Regions from separate parts of the Mus musculus genome. Here region 1 is linked to region 2. The links are chromatin contacts, called in public HiChIP or PLAC-seq maps. All regions are on one chromosome and are shown on one strand. Each heading gives the region's core, a stretch centred on a gene start, on an enhancer-like site or on the middle of the called end of the contact. The rest is flanking DNA. Distances are from core to core; before and after follow the strand shown. Region 1 has its middle 72 kb from the start of Gm52144. Region 2 has its middle 6.0 kb from the start of 4930538L07Rik.

What was found. HiChIP or PLAC-seq counts read pairs in DNA pulled down with a chosen protein or histone mark.
Region 1: a contact with region 2 is called in a CTCF HiChIP or PLAC-seq map of the NIH/3T3 cell line, with 7 read pairs. The contact joins two enhancer-like sites. A contact is called at or near these places in 1 of 15 datasets of contacts at CTCF or cohesin (the NIH/3T3 cell line), 4 of 484 Hi-C or Micro-C datasets (3T3-L1-derived adipocytes, bone marrow-derived macrophages, cerebral cortex and 1 more) and 3 of 115 datasets of contacts at active chromatin or transcription factors (the NIH/3T3 cell line, astrocytes and heart atrium).

Annotation. Positions count from the first base shown.
Region 1 is chr14:48,275,218-48,280,557 of GRCm38.p6, forward strand. It overlaps a transcript of Peli2 not described here. Among named protein-coding and RNA genes, the nearest start is that of Gm52144, 72 kb to the left of the region's middle. Within about 2 kb of position 2,979, at least 14 of the 459 cell types and tissues checked have an H3K27ac peak or open chromatin away from gene starts, as enhancers often do. A contact at or near this core is called in the NIH/3T3 cell line, where this site is marked.
Region 2 is chr14:47,748,798-47,754,145 of GRCm38.p6, forward strand. No RefSeq gene overlaps it. Among named protein-coding and RNA genes, the nearest start is that of 4930538L07Rik, 6.0 kb to the right of the region's middle. Within about 2 kb of position 2,849, at least 43 of the 459 cell types and tissues checked have an H3K27ac peak or open chromatin away from gene starts, as enhancers often do. A contact at or near this core is called in the NIH/3T3 cell line, where this site is marked.

The DNA of each region.
Region 1 (5,340 bases), core at 1,729-4,228, 530 kb after region 2:
TATAGTAGACTTAGTTACAGCTTTAACTTGCTTTGTGGGGGGCTGCTATCTCCTCAAATGTTATCCTGTTTCTAGACCTTACTTAGGAAAGTACACAATTACAGCTTAAGGGGTTACTATGACAACCTCTATATATTATTCTAAATTGTTCTAGACCTGCAGAGCTTAATTTGATTGTAGGGTTTTTAATTAATGACATCTATATTTCCTACAATAGCACATTTTTAATTAATGAATTAGAAACAGAAACAAAAGGTAGTTAGATTGTTTTTCCATTAAAAGATAGTTTATTTTAATGTGTTGCTTCCATTTGTGCTGCTCAAACAACAGAGCTTTTTTTTTTTTTTTTTGAGACAGGGTTTCTCTGTGTAGCCCTGGCTGTCCTGGAACTCACTTTGTAGACCAGGCTGGCCTCGAACTCAGAAATCTGCCTGCCTCTGCCTCCCGAGTGCTGGGATTAAAGGCGTGTGCCACCACACCCAGCTCAGAGCATTATTTTAACCTAAACCTTTGTTACTGAAAAATTGGTACTAACTTCTGGAATAGACCGCCATGTAAGGAATGTGAGGCAAGAACTTCATCAGTAGGAAAATCTAACAGAACTAGCCATGCACCTTGGTGTCTGCAGTTGGCTCTTGCAGGCTGTCTCAGGATGTCCTCCACCACTGTCAAATACTGAACTACACCGGAAAGCGGACCACTGGAATGTCTAAAATGCCTGAATATTTTCTCTTGAGGTTGATATGTTTTCTTGACTCCTTTTTTTGGCTTAAATGGAGAAGTGGACAACAACAGAGGTGAGAAGAATATGAGTTTTCATCGACATTTTGAGACAATTTTATTAAAGAGATATGTATTAATAGTTTAATTGTGGTATGAAACCAACACATTTCCAAATTTCCTTACTGTTACCTTTATCTTCATTTTTCATTTTTTAATTTCCATCAGATGACAGAATAGTCTTTCTGTATTTAGGGAACATAAACCCACAGACAAAGCCATAAAGTGTTGGTTGCTTGCTCGTGTAGACCAGATTCACAGCAAGCCACCTACTTATTAAAAAAAAAAAGATTTATTTATTTATTTATTTATTTATTTATTTATTTATTTATTTATTTATTTAATGTATGGGAGTACACTGTAGCTGTCTTCAGACACACCAGAAGAGGGCGTCAGATCCCATTACAGATGGTTGTGAGCCATCATGTGGTTGCTGGGAATTAAATTCAGGATCTCAGGAAAAGGAGTCAGTGCCCTTGCTGAGCCATCTCTCCAGCCCACCACCTATTTTGATAACATATATTTAGTCTATAACTTGATCACTGTATCAGGTGTTTTCTTCATTATATCTCTGATTTGTGCCAAAGATACCTGGACTCCACTGTTCTAAGATTTTGCTACCAAAGCTGACAGTGTTGGTGTGCATGCTTCATCCTGTATGAGACTAGTGCTGTATGTAAACTATATCGAGGAATAAAAATACATCCCACCCACCACAACCTCCTTGCTCAGCACCATCCAGTCTTACAAATTGCCTCAACCAGATCTGGCCCAGTCTGGTCATCAGATGGCTATCCACAACCACAGCCTCATTTGTGTAGGGATAGGTAAGCCTTCTATCTCCATTAACTCTTACTGTCAAATTGATTGAACTGAGGATCCAGGAGATTATAAACCACACTCCAGGTCTACAGGGTGTTTCCAGGGAGGATGCACGACAAGAGGAGGATCACCCTGAACCGGGGTGATGCTATTTGATAAACTGAGAAAGAAGAAGGAAAAGGGAGGAAACACTATCTCCTTGCTTCCTGGCAGCCATGATTTGTGTGGCCTGGCTCCCGCATGAGAGTGAAACCTCTGAGCCCATGAGACAGAGTCAGCTCTCCCTCCATCAAATTGTTTCTCTGGTGTATTTGGTCATAGTGACTGCATTGGTTACTCCTGTGTCCTTGTGGCCAGATTACATGATGCAATTTAGAGGGAGCTTGGCTCATTGTTTCAGAGGTGTTGGTCCATCATGGGGCACATGATAAAACAGAGATGTTTACGTCCTTGTGGACCAAGAAACAGAAAGAAGTAACGTAAAAGGAGTCCAAAACAAGATACAGGTCTGTGCTCCCTCGTCTGTGCTCCATGCCCACGCCCATGGCCTATGTCTTCCAGATAAGCCTCACCTCCTACCACACATCTCCTAATAAAAGCGTCAGGCTAGGAATCTGCCAAAGAATAAATCCACTCATTAGGTTAGAGTCCTCACAATCTGATTGCCTCTGAAAATATCATCACAGAGGTACAATTCACTAACCTCTTAGGCATCTCTCATTCTAGTCAGATTTCCAATGAAGATTCTTTGTAACAATGAGAAGAAAGTCTGATGCTCAGGACTAGAGAGATGACTCAGTAGTTAAGGACACACTGACTGCTCTTCCAGAGGATTTAAGTTCGACTCCTAGTACCTGCCTGGTGGATCAGAGTTGTGTTGAAACTATAGTTTCAAGGGATGCAATGCCCTCTTCTTTCCTCTTTGGGCACCAGGCATGTACACAGTACACAGACATACATTAAAACAAAGCATAAAGAAAAAAATCTAACATACCTCCATGCCTCCTTGCAATCACAGGACTACGTGTAATAGAGAAGCATCCGGATGAATCTGTGACTCAGTCTACCCAACCTCCTTCTCTAAGGTCTGGCCTACTCAACTGGGACCAGGGAGAAGGCATCAGTTCCTAGCTCAACATTAGCTAGTAGTGAGGCAGCATAAACAACTCACCAGGAAACTGCAGACTCTTTCATAATGCTATTTTCTTCCTTAAATTAATGGAAGAGCTGTGGGAAAATTCCCACTAGCACCGTTGTTAGGGTTTCTTGGCAGATCGGGGCGAAGGAATGCCACAAAGTCACACTGAGCAATAGATCATGGGAGAGGTTTCCGTGGGTGGAGGTATATAAAGGCTGCTTCTTAACAAGGGGGGAAGGAAGAACAAACCAGGAAGGCACGGGCTTTATAACAAGGGGTAGTGTGTGTGCATAGGGAGAATACAGGACTTGTGGGAATAGTGGAAATATGTCCCATTTGATGGCTGGTGATGATGTGGGTGTTGGCACTGGGTCACTGAAGGCAGGCTAAGTGGTCCTTGGCTCACCAACAACTATAGCTGTTCCAACAAGATTGGTATGGTCTGCCTCTGTAGGATGGCTGTGTGCCAGGTATCTCAAAACAAAGATAGTATGGGATTAATGTCCTCAGATACAGCTCATGCTTTTTCTATATATTTATCTATAAAAATGAGTTTTTAAACTTTGTTTCCATGTGTCAGACGTTCTTCAGCTGCAAAATCATCATCTGGCATTGAACTAGAGCCAAGAAGTTTTATGTCTTGGTCACATCATGATAAGAAATAATCATGGAAAATTTGGGGCTTGGTTGCCTAGAATTTTTCTGGTTTCCTCAAATTTGTTTGTTTGGTAAAGGCAGGCTGTAAATGGTGGTGGTAACTATGGGGTGGATGGGACTACATTCCTAAATCCACTTCAGAAAGATTAGGCTGATCCAGAGGCCAGAAATCAGAATTTCAAATTATCCAACTCTGAGCTGGAGTTGAAAAGCAGCCTTTTAAGGTTAACTTGTTTAAATTATATGTTCCTTCCCTGTCTTGAGCAATTTAACAATGCATATATATGCGTATGCATCCAATCAGTTACCTCATACCTAATGCAAGGCACTGCACAAGGCAACTCACCAAATGTCGCCCAGCACAGAACAGGAATTAAATGGGTATCTTACAGAGTCAAGGAAATGTGCTACAGCTAACAGAGTCGTTTCTGCTTCCTATGGCCAAGGCAAGGCAGGGGAGACCTGGGCTGATACCAAATATTGCCAGCTGGGGCAGGAAAGGCAGACCACAAAAGAGGTGATAGTCTATAGCCAGGCAAATGGTGAACAAACACTCTCTTGCTTCTTATACATGAGTAAAACCAGCCACAAGAAAGTTGGTACCCAGATGTGGGGCTGATGTGATGCAGATCTGACCGTGTGGCTCTTGACTTATGGAAGTGACTTTTGTGGATGGATGTAATAAAAATTAGAAGCTTCTAGAAAAGGCCTAGAATGTAGAAACCTTGGTACAGCAGGCCATTCTAGTGCGAGCTCAGAAGACCAGAGCAGAGGGAAACATGGACAGTGGAGGCATAGCTCATGAGGCTTCAGAGAGGCCAGGACTCTGAAAACTGGACTAGAAAGCGTTCCTGTTACAAGCAAAGAATCTGGCTACATTCTGCCCATGTCCTGAAAACTTGAGTGAGGTTAAATTTTAAAAAGAAACAGACTTGGTTGTTTGGCAGAAGACATTTCCAGATGACACCCAGGCTCTGGTGTGGTTACTGCCCACTATGCAGTCAGCTTTACCGTGTGAGAAAACAGAAAGACCTGCAAAGTGTGCAGTTTGGCAGGAAAAAGAGTGTGAGCTTAGAGATGCAGACAAGCAGCCATAAGTGTTAAAGAGGTTTAGTGCCCTGGAAGTAAAACCTGATCTCTTTACTACAGCAGTAAGAAAGGGGCCCTAAAGATAAGATCCTACCTGTGGAAGGCTCCAACTTATAGAAATGAAAATTCATTAGAAAGAAGATAGCCTGAGTTGAGACAGCCTATGAAAGGATTTCCTACAGGAAAACAACTGTCTAGGAAAGTAGATTTGGCCATAAAGGCTTGTAGAAAGCACTACAGCTGTAGGAGTGCAGCCTACATGGAGAGCTTAAACAGCAGAACTCACTGTTATTCGTATGTGGTTGGGTTTGCAGGCTCACATCCTCCACTGCATTGCCACCCACATCAAATCCTGCATCCTCTGCATGGCCAACTACAGCCAACAGAGAAGAAGCTTCAGGTAAGCTCTTGTCCCTTGGGCAAGACCATGCACAGGCTCCACCAGTTTGTATTGTTGCTGAGGCCATCTCGGGTTTAAGCAGAATTTCATCTCCTTGATGGGGAGTCCCATGAAAAATTAACCAACTCTAGTTTAGGACCCAAGGTCAGGATGTCCTTGTTAACTCATCTTAGCTCTGCCAACCTGCTTGCTTATGTGTACCTCACTCCCAGTGTTGCCAAGTGAGATGCCAGGACAGACCTCCAAAAACCCCATGTTCTGGATACTGGGGACTAGACCTGGGTTCCTGAATATCTGAATGTCACCCCAGACAGCTGGAATAAAGACTTTCAATTGGCTATCATTGTATCTGCAGAGTCACTGTGTCTGAGTGGTCATCTCTGCTGGGTTCCCTGTGACACTTCGAGTCTCCGATGATGCTTTGATCGTTTTGACTAAGACTAAAACTGTTAAG
Region 2 (5,348 bases), core at 1,599-4,098:
GCAACTTAGTTCTTTCCTGTAACTCTAGTGCTGGGGGATGAAGAGGGTCAAACAGAAATATGGAGCCCTGAAACTCCGCTGCTACCTGGCTTTGTTACTTTGCTATTGTTATGCTAATAACCATGTTAGGCTCCCTTGAAGTCTCTTCTGCCAAGGACAAATCCAAAAACTTCTAAATTTAGCCTCAGGCAGATTCTTTTTGTTTGTCTGTTTGTTTTTTGAGACAGGTGTGGGAAGCCACATGTGCCGTTGCTGAGTGGCACTGACTACTGCTGGCCACCACGCATAAGATTGGACAAACAACCAATGTGTACATATGCAGTAAAGTTTTTTGCAAAGACACTGCCTGGCCCAGGCATGATAATGAGGTTCTGTAAGGTACTGAGAGTATAACCAATCAGATGTGAGACATGCAAATGAGGTATGATAATGAGGTTCTGTAAGGTACTGAGAGAGAGTAGCCAATCAGATGAGGAACATGCAAATAAGGCTTAGTGCATAACCAATCCGGGTGTGAGACACGTCCCTCCTAGGCCTATAAAAGCAGCACCAGTTCTGGGCTCGAGGTCTTTTCGCCTCTACAATCAAGCTCTCCCAATAAACGTGTGCAGAAGGATCCTGTTGCAGCGTCGTTCTTCCTGGCCAGTCGAGCGCGCGCAAGAGACAGGGTTTCTCTGTATAGCCCTGGCTGTCCTAGAACTCACTCTGTAGACCAGGCTGGCCTCGAACTCAAAAATCCGCCTGTCGCTGTCCTCGCCGCCTGCAGTCTCCGACCCGCAGAAACAAGAACGACGCGGATACCAAGTCTGGTTCACGCAACAGCTTCTTTTACTCCTTCTTGCAGTTTTTCTTACCACAATCTCTTCCACTTAGGGCAAGGACAACAACATCGACCCTCCCATACTCGCGCAGACCAACCTCATCTCGCTCCACACCACCTCATCCAATCAGAAATCACACATGCTCCAGATACCAGCTCAGGTCAGTCACCGATAGGCTGACAGGTCCGGATCACGAGGAACAGTCCAGCCTGGCAGGCAGCCCACACATGCAGCCTCACTGCAAGGCAGTAAACATGTGGGGTTCACGGGGCCTGGCACTGGGCCAGGGCACTGTCTAGGCCCATGCAGCCGAACCCGCTTCCTACATCTGCCTGCCTCTGCCTTCTGAGTGCTGGGATTAAAGGCATGTGCCACCATACCCGGCTCAGGCAGATTCTAAGGACAAGAGCAAAAAGCAGCTAGTTCTTTGCCAACATATCACAAGAATGGTCTCAATTATAACCGATATTGTTTCCCTCTGAGACGTCCTGAGCTTGTCTCTGTAGTCCACATTGCTTTTAGCACTATTATATAAGCTCCTACTAGGATAGCCCATAAAACTAGCTTACAGCATTCTACTGCTTTCTCTGTCCTAAGTCTTCCACATTTCTCCCCAAAACAGAATGATCGGTCCTCTCAAGGCAACAGCCCACTCCCTGGTACCAACTTCTGTCTTAATTACTTCTCTCTTGTTGTGATAAGACATCATGGCCAAAGAAACTTCATAAACATCATGGTGGAGAAACATGGCAGCAGGCAGGCAGGCAGGGCACTAGAGCAGTAGAGGAGGGCTCACATCTTAATTGACAAGCACAAGGAAGAGAGCGGGGAGGGGAGAGGAAGAGGGGAAGGGGAGAGAGCTCTCCTTTCTCAAAGGCTGCCCCCAGTGGCTCACCTTCAACAAGGCCACACCTCCTAGCAAGCATTTCTTTCCAAACTGCTTTGCAAATAGTTCTACCAACTGGAACCAAGTATTGAAATACAGAAGCACTTGGAGCCATTCTCCACTCTCCAGCCTAGGTGCAGTGATAAGGTTCAGATTCCGCGAGAGGACCTGTTTTGAAAAATAAAGATGGAGGAACTGGAGAGCTGGCTCTGGTTCAGAGCACTGGCTGCTCTTCCAGAGGACAGGGCTTCAATTCCCAGCACCCACATTGGTGGCTCACAACTATCTGTAACTCTGTTCTTTTCTGGCTTTCAAGGACACCAGGCACTCACGAGGTGCAGATACACATTACAGGCAAAACACCCATGCATATAAAATAACAACAGACACACACACACACACACACACACACACACACACGGTGGAGACTAAGAAGGGACAAACATCTGATGTCCACCTCTGGCTCCCACATGCACCCACATGCACATGCACACACTAAAAGTAGCCAGTACACACAACACACAATGAACACATGTAAACAAACATTGGAAAGTTTTGCTTGCAATATAAAATTGAAAACAATTGTGTGTGAGTGCCTGAGTGTATGTGTGCATACCATAGTCCTTGGAGACCAGAAGAAGACACAGATCCCTTGGAATTGGAGCAGCCATTTGATGTGGGTGGTGGGAACCAAACTGGGGTCCTCTGTAAAGCAGAAAGTCCCCTTAATGATTGAAGTGTCTCTCCAGCCCCATGTTTGTTCTGATTTTTTTTCTTATAACCTGATCACACAGTTATCAGGTGTAAATTTCTAGATGACAATGTTGGCTTTTAATATCAAAAGGCTAAAGAAGCCTGAGTCTAAAGCAGTGCCAGATGAGATGAGTGGCCGGGAGAGTATATGCAGTTCCCAGAGCTGTCCAGATGCACACGGTCACCTGCAAAAGCACACGGAGGGACCCCACACACTAGAGAAACAAAAGGAAGTCTTTCCACCACCACCACCACCACCACAATCATGATCAGCATCACCTTTGCCATCCATCCTTTAACTTGCAACTTTCACTTGCAACTCCTCTCACACATTCACGAGTTCCGTCACTAGGGGGAGGTAACAGACAGTGCATATAAGCAAACTTGAAAGGCTATAGTTCTCTTGAAATGATGCTTGAGAATTTAACATAGGTAAAGCAGAGGCTTGTTTTCAGGGCTGGTTGTCCTCTTCATCAAGGTTTGAGCTTTGGATACACACACACACACACACACACACACACACACACACACACACACACACACACACACACACACACACATCTTCATCTGTCACTTTTGCTCAATAAGTAGCCTTTTTCTTTATTCTCTGACTTCCTGCCTCTTTCTCCATGGGACTCTACTGGGCCATTTCTGTTTTCCCTGGGGTGCCTCGCTCTCTCCATCCCATTCCATTCCCATCTGAGTCTGCAACTTTGTTGCCAACTCCCAAGTGGTGACTCACGGGGATGGGGAGGGGAGGAGGGGTGTCTCTGAAGCCTGGCCTGTTTGGACACTTAATGTACTACTCTGAGTATTTTCTAGGTCATTTTCATCCCCCTTTTTCTTCCTATGGTGATTCCCCCCCTCTTTCCATTATTCCACATCTGTCTTCATTTCCATCCTGCCTGGTAGAATGCCAGGCCCCGTTCCAGGCCTAACCAGTCAGCGGCTAGTTAGCTCCGACTCAGAATTGATCTGATCGTAGCTTCAGGGTACTCCGTCCCCCTGCAGGTAAACCGCTGTCCATTTTCTAGTGCTGGTTTGCTGGCCCTTGCCCCTCTTGATCTTGTGGTTGGCCAGTCTGTTTTCTCTACTCTTCAAGGGTTTTCCGAGGCCAGTCCCAAAGTTTTTCTGTGAATAAGTTCACTGTGGGGACTGCTCTGCTCCCCCAGGTACAAGTGACCTCTCCCACCCCAGCCTGCTTAGAACTATAGCCTTGTGGCATTTCTAGTCTATCAGAACACCGTCAGCACGATCCTGTAGACAGACACGCACACCAGGAATGGGTTTCCTACAGTGCTGGGTGTGAGGAGTCTGAGACTTGGGCAGGTCTAGCCAGTTTTGGATTGTAGATGGCCTGCTTCTTGTATCCAAGAAGATGGATTTCCCAGCCCACTTCTCTTTGTGTGGTAAAAGAGAGAGCACTCACCCCTTTCACAGGGTACTAATCCCACTGAGGAGGGCTCAGCTACCACGACCAACTCCCATCCCATGACCCACACGTCATCTTTTGCTTTGCTTTTTAATTGTTTTTGCTTTGTTATTTGACATAGGATCTTTCTACGTAGCCTTGGCTGTCCCAGACCTTGCTCTGTAGATCAGGCTTCAAACTCACAGAGTTCCATTTGCCTCTGCCTCCCAAGTGCTGGGATTAGAGGTGTGTGCCACCAGGCCCATCCCAAAGCCACCGTTTCTTAACACCTCCCATTGAGGGGTGGGTAGAAATTAGGGGCCACTGACATCTGATCCACAACAGGCTGTTCTGCCCAAGGGAAGAGTGGCTTTTACAAAAAGTTTGGATTTGTTTATGAAGTGGCTCAGCCTTGCCTGCGCCTCCAAGAACCGTAAGCTCAGCTTGCTCTCAGTTGCCTCTCTTGCCTCAGGGCTTGCAGTTGCCTCAGGGCTTGCATAGTGGCCCCATATTTTTATCTTGAGAACTCCTGCTTCTCCCCAAATAACTGTTCTAGTTAGGTTTATTCATCAATTTTACACAGTCTAGAGTCACCTAAGATGAACATCTCTAGTTTTAGGTCAGCTTAACACAGCAACATCAGAAAGGAGGGAACCTCAGTTGGGAAAATACCTTCCATGAGATCCAGCTGTAGGGCATTTTTTAAATTAGTGATTGATTCAGGGAGGGCCCAGCTCATTGTGGGTGGTGCCATCCTTAGGCTAGTGGTCCTGGGTTCTATAAGAAAGAAGGTTGTGCAAGCCATGGGAAGCAAGCGAGTAAGCAGCGCCCCTCCATGGCGTCTGCATCAGCTCCTGCCTCCAGGTTTCATCCTATTTGACTTCCTGCCTTGACTTCCTTCAGTAATGAACTCTTGTGTGAAAAATATTGAAGAAGCCAAATAAACTCTTTCTTCCCCAACTTGCTTTTGGTTATCATGTTTCACCATATAGTTCTAGTAGCCCAAGGACAGCCTCTTTTGAGTCTGTGTTGGAGCAAGCAGAGAAGGAGAGAATGCAGTGGAGCACTGGCCGTCGGCAGGGTGTCTCAGGTTACTCACTCCTCCCTTGGCAGGGAGAGGCACAGCTTTCTGTTAGAGCTGGTATGCATTGACTCATTTGTAACTTCCTCTGGGTTCTTCCTAACTTACAAAGCACAGACTTTCCTTTCTTTGCTCTTCCAAGATTTCCACCAACAGCAGAAGTTTATCTAGCACAGGGAGGTTCCGGGAACTCAGTGAGGCTAGGGATGGTGCCTTGGTGCACACTATTATTCTATTATTGAGTTCCCACACTCAATATACCTGAAGGAATCTAAGGCTGACTTCATTACTAATAGAACTAGAAAGAATGGACAATCACACAAGACAAATCTTTCCTGTGACGTATAAACTTGTGCTTTGATGTCGAAGCTGTTTTAGAGGAAAGATCACATGGTT